Regions from separate parts of the Gasterosteus aculeatus genome. Here region 1 is linked to region 2. The links are chromatin contacts, called in public Hi-C maps. All regions are on one chromosome and are shown on one strand. Each heading gives the region's core, a stretch centred on a gene start, on an enhancer-like site or on the middle of the called end of the contact. The rest is flanking DNA. Distances are from core to core; before and after follow the strand shown. Region 1 overlaps lama5 (laminin, alpha 5). Region 2 holds the start of lama5 (laminin, alpha 5).

Region 1 (6,482 bases), core at 263-2,762, 51 kb after region 2:
TTTGTCAGGCGTCAGTCAGCATTTTTTACTACTTCAGGAGTTGGATGAGGCGACTATCCGGCGACAGGCTTAGTTTTGCATAAACACTGGAAACAAGGGGACAATGCTAACCTATACGACAGTTGTATGTACCCTGCAGTCTAAATGTTTATCAGCTCTGTGATTATGGGGAGCACTAAACCGTTCATCTCTTGCAAGATTATAATGTCATTTTGCAAATGATTATCAGAGTTTTTTCTATTTGATCAATAAACCCAGACGCATTGATTCTCAAATATTTATTAAAATAATTGCATGTTATTTTCTTCCAGATGTAAGGACAACGTCGTTGGCCGTCAGTGCGACCGCTGCTCCCCTGGTTTCTATGGTTACCCCAACTGCAGGCCATGCAATTGCAACGAGGCAGGAACTGAAGAGGAAGTGTGCGACTCCTTCACAGGACAGTGTCTGTGCAAGGTGGGCTAATCCTATGACCCGCACAAGCGTCTGCCTGCATTCAACAGTGTTGTCTAATCTACTCGCCGTCCTCCACCTGTAGGAAAACGTGCAGGGTTCCCGATGCGACCAGTGCCGACTTGGTACATTCCATTTGGATCCAACCAACCCTAAGGGCTGCACCAGCTGCTTCTGCTTCGGAGCGACCGACCGCTGCCGCAGCTCCGACAAGAGGCGCAAAGAGGTGCTTGTGTCTCGTTCTTTTACCACAATCTCAACACTAAACATCTGGAGGAAAAGGCTGGATTTCAAGTTCAAACTTATACGGGTGGAACGGTGCACAAAATTCCCACAACGGAAAAACTTAAACAAGCAAATATTTAGCTTGGTTGTAAAATGGTTGGAACACTTGTGAAACATTAACGTGTTCCCCTGTCGTCTAGGTGATGGATATGGAGGGCTGGGTGTTGCTTGGGGCAGACAGACAGGAAGTACCGGTGGTGTTGTATCCTGGTCAGGACCTTGTTGAGGCTGACCTCAGCGATGTGCCCGATGTCTACCAGGACATTCACTGGCACGCACCAAAGACTTACCTGGGAGACAAGGTAAGAGGAGAAAGATATCCTCTGAAGATGACTGAATAGATTCTGCAAGGAACATTTTAACTGGCTATGAAGCTGTGTCAATTTTATACTGATATACGGCCTTCTCTGACCTACTTATCTCTACAAAGGTGCCTTTAATTCTTTTGAGGGTACGGCCCCTATGTCTCACCTTCATTTAAATGTCCTAATCAAATCACGAGACACATAGGCTTAGTCGAGGTCACAACACACACCCCTACAGAACACACACAAGATGATCCCGCATCATGATTCAAAGGCTTAGGCGAGTTGTTTGGATACAGATAAGCATTATTGTCTAGACGTTTGAATTGACTGCTTTCATGTGGGATTCAACCAGCATCATTCTGCAGGCGGGCTGATGGTTTGATTTAAAGCCCAAACTGAGCCCTTTAACGTCTCATAAACCAGCTTCAAATGTCAGCTCTTAGTAAGCCCGCATGGTTGCCATGGAAACATGGGCCCTTGGTCTTGTTTCTGTTTCACTGCACAGTCTCAGTGTAATCCATTGCTGAATGGATTAAGAAGTAGTCTGTCTGCTTTTGCTGTGTATATTTTGTCGTTTCAATGTTTGTTTGTTCTTCCTCTTGATTTCTCCTGAAAGCCTAACGTACCGGTCCTCTGTCCTCCGCAGGTCTCATCCTATGGAGGTTATCTGCGGTATCGTCTCCACACTCAGACCATGAGAGGCGACGTGTTGTCTCTTCCTGCAGAAGCCTCCCGGCCAGATATCATTCTCAAGGTATAAAACACACAAATATACCAGTAACCTAGTTACACGTAGAGGAAGCGTTGCACACACACACACACACACACACACGCAAAATGAGAATAGTTTTATTTAGCAAATGCTTAATAAACAACAGAACACACACGCTCTCTGTTGAACTACTGTACACACCCTTTTCACAGTATTCCTCTCCTCCTGCAGGGTAACCAGATGACCTTGGTGTTCATGGAGAGGGAGTACTCCTCACCTGAGGAGCCTCACCTGGGGATCGTTCACATGGTTGAGGTATGAATAAATATTTAGTGTGCTTATTTGCTTATTTGTTTTTTCCTTTAGAATTTTCTTCTTTATTGTATTTGTCATCTGCTGGCCAACAGGCTATTTGTTTATGTGTGCACTTTACCTTCTTTATTTTGTATATTATATATTATTTTATATCCTTTTATATTCTATTGTTAGTTGAATTATTCTCCTCGTATGTCCAACATATAATATAAATAAATGTTTCTGATTCTGAACAGGTGTTGCTGTACTTTCCTGTGGGACATTTTATTCCACAATGGCCCGCAAGGAAATACAGACTGAAGCCCAAACCTTTTTCCTCTACTTACAGGGTAGTTTCCGTCACGCTCAGACTGGTAACTCTGTGTCTCGGGAGGAACTGATGATGGTCCTGGTCGGTCTGGAGTCTCTGCAGATCCGAGCGATTCACTCTCAGTCTGCCCACTCCGTGTCGCTACGCGGCGCCGTGCTGGAGGCCGCGGAGAACCTGCCTGCCGGTCGCCATGCCAACAACGTGGAGATCTGCATGTGTCCTGCCAATTACATGGGAGACTCTTGTCAGGTGAGGGACCAAGAAGGCCCAAAAGCATGTTTCCCTTTAGCAAGGCGAAGATGACAATTCATAATATAGTATTATCATGTGACAGCATGGTGCATCTTTGCAATTATTTGAATATTGCTCCTAGTTTTACTGCTTTTCGTTAAATACTATCATTGTAGATTTACAATTTGAGGGTGTTTGACAAAAAAAATGTTAAGGTGATTCTGTGGACTTTTTTTAATTACCTAAACTTCACTGGAAGGTGATTTAGTTTAAAAAAAAGACGATTAATAAAAATAATTAATTATTATTAATTATTATAATTAATGAAAATGGTCTTCGCTGTCCTCTCTTCTCTATAGAAATGTGCTCCGGGTTACTACAGAGACACTATTGGCTTGTTTCTGGGGAAATGTGTCCCCTGTAATTGTAACGGACACTCTGACCAGTGTGTGGACGGATCAGGAATCTGTTCGGTAAGGTTTTTTTAATGATAAATCAGTTGGCATGACTCCCCTCTAGAATTTCTTATTGGTACGTCAACTATGCTCCTCATTCTTTTTTACTCTCTGTCCACCAGAACTGCCAGCACAACACTGCCGGAGACCACTGTGAGATCTGCCAGGGAGGTTTTCTCGGCAACAACAGCCTGGACGGACAGGCAGTGGCATGCTCCAGTTGTCCCTGCCCACTAAGGGTCGCATCAAACAAGTGAGAATATTTTAACAACTTTTTTTTGAGTCCTCTTCTCGTAACCTTTCCATTTAATCACATATTACTTTTTTACTTTTTTCAGCTTTGCAGAAGGTTGCGTGCAGAAAACCGACAGGATGCAGTGTTTGTGTATGCCGGGTTACGCTGGACCTCACTGTGAAAGGTAACTGCTAATCACTCAAAACCTTCAGATTACTTTTCTTTAAACCAACAAAAATTGACCAATTGATTTGGTCAATTTTTGCAGCTCTATCCTGGATTCTTAATTGATAACTCAACTACTTTGATCATTTTTATGTAATTAAATCTAAATCTAAGCTCATTGTCTTGTCAGTAAGTTCACATCAACGTGACTCCTGCAACATGAAGAAAAACCTTTTGTCAGATATACGTGTGTCATTAAAAATGGCTTTGTTAACACAGGTGCGCCCCAGGTTACTACGGCAACCCCATGGTGCTGGGCAGCCGGTGCCAGCTTTGCCATTGCCACGGCAATACGGACCCCAACATGCTTTTCACCGACTGTCACCCGCTGACTGGGGAGTGTCTCAGCTGCATGCATAACACGGGCGGCCCTCACTGTGACATCTGCGCCCCTGGTTACTACGGAGACGCGGTCACTGCCAAAAACTGCACCAGTGAGTTCAGCTTCATCGTGCATGCTATTTGCCTTTTTTCGAATAGGAACATTGCAGCTGGATTATAGCGCTCTGCATTATTTGGTGCATCAAAGTCAATGTTGTTGCTTAACATTGAGCTATTGAGCTATAGAAAATGAAGAAAAATTTGGTCATTAGGTTAAGTCAGAGATGAATTACGGTATCCCCATTTTTATTCATACCATTGATTCTTAAAAATGATTATTAATTTGTTGAACAATATGATGGATTAAGGTTTTCAGAAGTTCTAGCAGCAAATAAACACATGTTGTGTGTTTTCTTAATGCAGAGTGTAACTGCTCCCCGTGTGGCACCGAGTCATGTGACCCTCAAACTGGACAGTGTCGCTGTAAAGCTGGAGTCACCGGACCGAGCTGTGATCGCTGTGAAGTAAGTGCTGCACTGGTATTTCCTTCCTAAATATCCTATATATGATGATTCAATTTTGCAATATTGGATCTATGATCTAAACAATGAATCTTTGTCTGGGAAGAAACGGGATGTTATGGTCAGCAGCCCTCCCACGTCTCTGCCTCAATCCGTTTTTCCTCTCAGGTCGGCTCATTCGGCTTCGAGTTGTGCTCCGGTTGCCGTCATTGCGACTGCGACGCCTCTGCCGCCCTCGTACAGCCGTGCAATCCTCAGAGCGGTCGGTGCGCCTGTCAGCCCGGAGTCAACGGGCCAAACTGCAAACAGTGCGCTCCTGGATACTGGGACTACGGACCCAACGGATGCAAGAGTGAGGGCGTGCGGGACGCATTGCAAAGTCTTATTCTGTCTTTGTAAAGCCCGGTAGAAATCCGCTGGCAGAAAGGAATATGAAAAAAACGCTATTAGAGCTGTAAAAGTGGCATTATCATTTGAAGCATCAGCAGCCGTCATATCGATACTTCCCGCTCTCCAGAGTGCAGCTGTAGAGGAGGTCGCTGTGACCCTCGCTCAGGAGAGTGCCGCTGTCCTGACGGGATGACGGGAAAACAGTGTGACACCTGCAAGCAAAAATACAGCGTGACTGTGGAGCACCACGATGGCGTGCACTGCGAACGTAAGTGCAACTACCTAATACCCTTACAATATACCGGAAAGAGTAAAAATACCAGAGAACATCGAAATACTTCTTATAACCGTTGAGTGTTTTGCCCCTCGCAGCTTGTGACAGCTGTGTCATCGTCCTGTTGGAGGATCTCGACAAATTGAGCGAAGACTTCAACTCGGTAGCCGCTCAGCTGAGCAGCCTGAATGCCAGCTCGATGGCCTGGGCTCAGCTCCGCAGTCTCAACAAGTCTGTGGAGGAAGTCACTGTGAGTCTACACGCACGCAAAACCTTCACGAGGCCCAACGGATCTATCGCCGTACTGTACGGGGTGTCGTAACGCTTATAAGACGTCTTCCCGTGATTCTAGACCGCCATTGAGAACTACAACAGTACGCTGGATGACAGCCGGAGTCGAGCTGACCGGCTGGACGCCGAAATCATGAATATCAATGATGACATCGATGACCTGCACGGCAAGGTGTGGTCACTTATTACAAGAACTCACACACACTAATGCACACTAACTTGGGCTGAATTCTCAAAAGTATTTGTATTTAAAAAAACAAATTATTTGAAGCTCTTTTAGGAAACTTCTTAGTAGTTCTCAGTCAGATTATTGATCTGAATATAAAATATCTAAATGTTGTTGTCTTGGTTTAAAAATAACAAATTTGAGTCTTCAAAAATATCATATTTAGTAGATAGATACTATGTTTGCTTTCATGCAGAACTGAGGGTGTTCTATTGTGGTGGTATTTTCAGGCGACAGTGTTGACTGACCGGGTCGGTGACCTGCAGGACCGAACCAATAACACACACCAGAGGGCCCAAGACCTGCTGTCCTTCATCCACAACATGACCATGGATTTAAAAGGTGTGAAAAGGGACCCGAGTCCTTCAGAAATGTATCAAAATGTATTTATGCAACATGAAACAAGATGTTCATTCAGCAAATCAGTGTTGCTACGTTTGATTCTGTATGAAAGCACATTTCTGACAATGTGTGGATTAAAAAATGTCATTCCAATGAGAAAATGATCTCAAGTCATAATATGAGAAAGTGTCTCATATTATGGTGGTGATATTTTACCATCATTATTCTGAGAAGTCCTTATTTTAAGAAAAAAATGTTTTTTTCAAGATATATTGTTATCTAGTCCTTTTCCACCTGATTAATTGATGTTGCTCTGGTGCTGTCCATAGACGTCACGATGATGGCAAACCGGACTTCGCTGAATGACACTGAGGCCGAGCAGGACGACGGGGAAAGGGAGCGGAAGATGAGGGAGGTCCAGGCCATGCTGAGGGAGATGAGGTACAGGAGTTGTGTGGGACAGAAGAGACTGGCTGACGAAGAGAAGACGGCGGCGCAGGAATGTAAGGTTTTGTTTTTTTTCAATGACATATGTGTTCTTCTTAATTCCATCTACCATTTTTCTAAATAGTTCTGCATACCGCGTTT
Region 2 (6,451 bases), core at 3,296-5,795:
CATGTCAGTACCTGCCTCATAGACAGACATTTTAGTCTGCTGTCAACCCAAAACATCCCCTCCCCGGCCCACAGCACATCAAACATATCCGCCCTCAGCACTGTGCTGAACATTTATATGTGTGTGTGTGTGTGTGTGTGTGTGTGTCCTATCTCCAGAATGGCGGGAGGCGGCAAACTCGAGAAATGCTGGAAATGGAGGCACACTATTTACTCACTGCTGTTACCATCTACCATACCATCATATACTCAAGTTATGGCTGCAAAGGAGAAGAACAAAGTCATGATAAAATCATCTAGTTTTCAGGCTCACAGCTACAGAGCTGCTTCCACAATTTAACCGACACTAATGTTGACCAATTTGTTTACCCGTCGGATTGGAATATATTCACGCAAAACCAACAAGTTGCTACCCAAATTTGTGGAAAAAATATTGTCCGATGGTTTTTATTGTAATCTCAATCCTTTGCCATTTTGTATTGTATTTCAGGGTATAAGTTATAAAAAGGATAAAAAAGATGCAGAAGTAAGATAGTGATACTTACGCCTTCAAAGGAAACACTGATTGTGTCCTTGCTGCTGCATCGCGCAGCCACATTTACTTGAATTTACTTTCTTACTTCCTCTGACACTTCCTTCCTCCCTGCCAGTCTTTCAATTAAATTCCAGCCTCTTCATTTGTGTTTTTATGATTGTGAGTGTGTGTGTGTGTCTGTGTATGTGTGTGTGTTTGTGTGTGTAGGTACCAGCAGGGGGTAAGTGGTTCAATTGATGGAGCAGTTAGCAGTTAGCAACAACAAGTGGCCTATCCCTCATTTCTCATTCGGTTTCCTTGGTAACCAGGAAGTAGATTAGTTGTAGAGTTCAGGAAGAAAGATCGAGAGAATGAGTGGATTAGTGAGGTGAAGGTGACACGTCCTCTCTTTTCCTCCATTTGTCTCTGTCTTTTCATGTTTTTTTCTCTTTTGTCGTTACTCTCTCGTCCTAAAGAGCTCCATTAATCTTTGTTTGCAGTAAAAGCAACGCTTCAACATTGTGATATGTTTATTTACTTTCTGTAGCCTTAAGCCTGGAAACAGGGAGAAGCAGATATCCTGGCTTCTTTGGCATTTAATGGTACATTTGGATGACATTTAACAGAGATCCAAACAGTGTTTCATTTCAATCAGTTGTCAGAACAGGAGGAGGCTGTTCATGATTTGAAGGGCTATAATAATACGAGTAGCTCCACCTGCTCACTGTGATGGACCAACAGCCGCTGGGGGTGACTTTACCGCGCGAACACGACGTCGGCCTATTTTTAAATATATGACATATTCCACGTGTTCATTGATGATGAAGATTTGTGCAAGTTTAAGATGAAAACTGCAACACACAACCAGTGAGCCTCCAGACAGCCTGAGGAATGTTCTAGTGTGTCAGTGAATGAAGCTCTGCTGCATTAACACAGTGACTCTAGAGTCCTTTAAACTACAGGAGGTCACTGACCCCAGCCTCTGTGTGTGTGTGTGTGTGTGTGTGTGTGTGTGTGTGTGTGTGTGTGTGTGTGTGTGTGTGTGTGTGTGTGTGTGTGTGTAAGAGGCAGACAGCAGTCCAGGTCAGAGTTCAGCATGTGTTTGACAGACGATGGAGGAAATAGATGTGTGAGGTTTCTGGACTTTGGCCTGAGAAGACGTGGCAGTAATTTCACCTGCCTTACTTATCTTAACTGGTTTTCTTTCCTTTTTTTCCCCGCAGGTTCACCGGTATAGGATTTCTTTTAATAAACATCCTTTCAGACCAAGAGGCCTGTAAATACTACTTGACTCACGTTGGCATCTGTTATCTTTGCATTTGTGTGTGTGTGGAAGAGAAACCCTTTCATCTTCTAAAGTGGTTCTTGCACCTTGATTAGATGGTGGCAGTCCAGAGTGCATGGGAAAACACACACACACACACACAGCTGCTCAGGTGTTATTCAAGAGATGTATAAGCTGCAGCACAGGAGAGTCTGTGTGTGCAGTGAGAGGTTAATAGGGGATTTTAACCCTGACCCTTTTCCAAAAATGAACAATGTACTATTTCTCCTTTGACTTGTTGAAATTATACATGTAATTGTACACCTAAATAAGTCACGTACATTTTCATTCACCCCTTGAATCAGTGTAAAAACCTTCTTCTGTGAGTTTCAGTCTATTATAAAGGGATGTTCTTCTATGTGGCAGAGACAATCATGTTTTTAGGGAACTTTATCATCTCGCCGATTATTGTTGACGCATCCTCGCTAATGTTTCTACTCATGGTCAGTTTGGGTAGGATGAATGGCTCAAACAAACACAGGACACTCACTCAGGGGACCACTGCTTGTGGTCTGTGTGAAACCAAAGTCTGCAGGGACTCATTTATAATGTTAGCTGTGTGATGAGGAGATCATTTTGTAATAGACAGAAAGAAAGTGTGCGAGCTGAGATGGAATACTAAGTGGACACACACTCGCTTTCGCACACACCAACCGACAACAAGACCACAGTCTGTATGCGATTGGTCTGACAGCTCGCTGGCAGAATGACGAGATTACAGAGAAAGAGAAAGACAGAGAAGAGGAAGGATGATAGGAGAGGATTGACAGGCCGCCTGTACTGTGTCCCGGAGTTTAAGCAGATAGACGAACATTTGTGAACACAATCTCCCAAACAAGCGTTTACCGTGTAGCTCTGGTGCTAACAAATTCCAGCAATCAGCAACAACCTGAGCAAGATAATCTAAGTGTGATGCTACATGAGGCTTTCCCCCCTAACAGCGCCAACATCGCTATTGACAACTGTATGTGTCCATGACAAAATATAGTATTTTTTAGCTTTTGAAATGCTTTCAACCATATTTCACAATCTTGATTAGCAAATGGATTTTGCACGGTTGCCATGGAGTCTGCGCAGTTGTCATCATGTGACCTGCTAACTATTCAACTAGAGTAACACGGTAACAGGTGGTTGTATACATTATAGGTGGTGGTGGGGGAGTTCTGTCTCTCACAACATTCCATTCATTTACAGCCTAAAGGCCGTCTCAATTAAGTTTTGAGTGAAACTTATTTCCTCCCGATTGCGGTCGCAGTGTGGTTAACATTTCAAGCTGCAACAAAACAAACAAAACGTCTTAGTTATTTACAAAGCCTTATGGTTGGGCTCAAAATGACTATGAAATTCAAACAAAAAAGCACAAAAACTACTTTGTTCATCAAAAATCTAAAATGCTGAGGGGAGAAAACACAGCCGCGGCCGGGAACCACATGCAACACACATGGGAGGACATTCATGAAGGGCATTCAATGACAGCATGAGACACACATTGCTTAAGTACACTGGGAAGGTGCAGGTGATTGGACACAGGTGGAAACAATCAGGGACGAGGCAGACAATCACAGGGGGGGTGACAGGTCAAGGCAGGAAGTGAAGCTAACCCAGGGACACAGGAGGCACGAAACTACAAAATAAAACAGGAAATAAACCCAAACCGTGACACATGGGATGTGGACCGCACACATCTGTTACATTAACCTCATCTTATCTAAAACGACATGCACAATTGAGGAAAAGATAAGTTTCCTGTGTCTCCCTTGTGATCGCTCTCCTATTCTGCTTATTGTTATGCAGCATTATGACTAAGCAGATTCTGTAAATGTTAAAACCTATAAACCAACAGCATTATGATCTTGACAAGGTTGAATGATTTGGTCATGTAACAATTTTGTTCACTCAATTTTCTGATAACGACTGTGAAATGTGGTTGGAAGCTCTGGAATAAGTCAAGAGTCAAACTTTGAGGTTTGAGAAGTTTCTACTATTATCTTGTCAGGTCAACGATTGTTGCGCTCAACTGTTTTCGATGTCACAGCAAATGATCTGTGTCTGAATTCGCAGGTCAATACAAGGTTTATTACACGGGAACAGAAAAAGATGTTCAAATTTCACATATCAAAGACACCTGTCCACATTATTTTTGTTTCAGATGCTTAAATGCTGTGAAATGTGTTCAAACACGAACAAGTAAAAAACGTTACGCAACCAAATATCATGAATCAATACCACAAATCACCACCTATTCCCAAATCAAGCCCCAGTGGGATTCGTCTTTCTTTGTGCTGACCGGATCCACGTGTGGGGTTTGCATGTTTGTTGAGACACACCTGTCTGTCTCTGTGTATTTCCTTGTGTGTTTGATGGTTAAGCCGGATGCCATTTCTGTCTGTGTGGTTGTTGTTTCCCCATTTTAGTGTAATGATGCAGGAGAGCAAACACATTTACTCATTTTGAACTGATGAGAAGGGGTTGGTAGTTATGAAAAGGGGGAATGAAGAACTCTAAAAAAAGCTGACTAGAGACGGAAGTAAAAAAATGAAGGAGAGAAAACACAGAAATATATCAGAAGTGGGCATCCTCGTGAGATGGCTTTATTTTAATCAATAAAGAAAGAAAGTGCATCCAACACAAAGCATTGGTGCTCCAACCAGCCGCTGGGGACGGACCGAGCCAGAGAAACGGGGAGGGGGGGGAGGGTGCAGAGAGAGAGAGAGAGAGAGAGAGAGAGAGAGAGAGAGAGAATAGGTGCCTGGTAGAGCGACAGAAACCTCAACACACCGCTCCGCGGGACTACAACACCAACTCCCGTCCCCCCCTCTCTCTCTCTCCCTCTCTCTCTCTCTCTCCCTCCCTCTCTCCAAACCCGCGTTAACGGCTTACTTTTCCTTTTCCTTTTTAAAACTCTAAGTTCATTCACTCCCTCCTCCCTCTTCGGACCCGGACCGAGCGAACAGGTGGAGATGACGGCGCTCGGCTCCGCGCGCCCCGCGGCTCCGCGCGCCCTCCGGCGGGTCGCGCTGCTGCTGTGGCCGCTCGTGGCGACCTGCTGCCGCTTTGCTTCGGCGCAGGAGCTGGCGACCAACGGGGTGAACGGCTACAGCCTGCACCCGCCTTACTTCAACCTGGCCGAGGGCACCAAGATCACCGCGTCGGCGACCTGTGGAGAGGACGACGGCGGCAGAGCCCTGCAGGACCTGTACTGCAAGCTGGTGGGAGGCCCGGTGTCCGGGGACCCGAGTCAGACCATCCAGGTGAGTGTTCGATCCCAACTCACGCCGAGTCGGAAAACTTGGTCGGATCAGTTTTACAGTGATTTCCGCGCTTTTGGCCCTGATGAATGATCCGTGCGGTGTTTGATGCTCAGCAGCCTTTACGGTGACTGATGTTCGTGCAGTATGAGAGCATGTCAGCGTTATGGCCCCTTTACACATATAACGTCACCTGGAGGTGTGCACGTACCTGTAGATCCTTTCCCGTGCTGTGATTCATCAGTGCACTTTAAGGACTGAATGCAATCAGATTTAGATATGTGACACACTGGTGGGCTTCTGAAATGCACCACACACACACACACACACACACACACACACACACACACACACACACACACACACACACACACACACACACACACACACACACACACACTCTCTCTCTCTCTGCTTTCGCTATGTCCCTCTTCCAATTCCAGAGAGTTGAAGGGGTGAGCAGTGTGCACGGCGCTCCTGCCAAGTCATTATTTCATGCACTGCTTCCTCTGTTTGGACTTAATAACCCGTGACACTTATATAAGGGAAGGCAGCGTTTCACCACGTCATGCTTTTACATGTTTCTAGGTGACTTTTTGATGTAACAAAGAGCTCGTGAACTCTCATTGTGTTTGAGGCTCCAGGTTTAGTTTAACCCAAAGGCTTTGTCGGAGTTTCACGGGTTAACCATTAAAAGCAATAACAAGCAGGCTCATTGCCTTCTCCCTCCCTCTCCCACCTGTCGTTGCCTTTTCCCTCCCCGGCAACTGCCGGGTCTTTTTCAAATCAGATCAATTTTGTCTGGGAGACTATTGTATAAGTCTGGAAGGAACAAAGGGATTCTGTCCCTTCTGAATCCTTAGCTGATGTTTGATGGTTTGGTGGTTGTAAAACAAGAGGCATGCATGCTAATAAATACCTCGTGACCTGAAATGAAAAGAGAGGCTGACCTGAAGATAAGGATTTGTCGTTGAGATGAATGTGAGATTGGCGAGAATGAACAGCAGGGAGTCTGAAGTGAGACTGAGAATGAAGCCCAAAAAGCCTGTGGCCTGAGGGATTTGGGTGAGGGTTGTTTAATAAACTTTAACAAGAGTTAAAAACTTCCACCGTCCCCCTTTTAGATGGGAGACTGAAAGAAATAATTATATAGATTACTTGGCAATTATCTTTAATTCAGATGGTAATTTAGCTCTATATTTGTTCAGTTCTCTGCAGTACTTGATCCTAACTTCATTTGACCCACTTCAGCGTCTCCACACTGAGGATTAGAACCAAATATTCTCTCAGCAGAATTTTCTTTCAGCCTTTTCTCTGATCTGCCCGTTCCGGGCGGTTTGGTTGAAGAGGTGACGTTGGTCCACAA

The links. Hi-C and Micro-C count contacts between places; a contact is called where the count stands out from the background.
Region 1: a contact with region 2 is called in a Hi-C map of skeletal muscle, with 3 times the contacts expected there. The contact joins the enhancer-like site here to the promoter of lama5 in region 2. A contact is called at or near these places in 5 of 6 Hi-C or Micro-C datasets (blood and trunk muscle, skeletal muscle, tail fin and 1 more).

What each region holds. Positions count from the first base shown.
Region 1 is chr2:8,854,454-8,860,935 of fGasAcu3.hap1.1, forward strand. lama5 (laminin, alpha 5) reads left to right here. Exons shown (of 80, transcript XM_040192278.2): 36 at 312-456; 37 at 539-679; 38 at 879-1,040; 39 at 1,693-1,800; 40 at 1,990-2,073; 41 at 2,402-2,632; 42 at 2,974-3,087; 43 at 3,192-3,322; 44 at 3,408-3,488; 45 at 3,749-3,963; 46 at 4,274-4,374; 47 at 4,540-4,723; 48 at 4,889-5,029; 49 at 5,134-5,285; 3 more. Among protein-coding and RNA genes, the nearest start is that of dnajc5ab, 18 kb to the right of the region's middle. Within about 2 kb of position 1,513, at least 5 of the 9 cell types and tissues checked have open chromatin away from gene starts, as enhancers often do.
Region 2 is chr2:8,800,594-8,807,044 of fGasAcu3.hap1.1, forward strand. lama5 (laminin, alpha 5) reads left to right here and starts at 4,546. Exons shown (of 80, transcript XM_040192278.2): 1 at 4,546-5,088. The coding sequence starts at 4,798.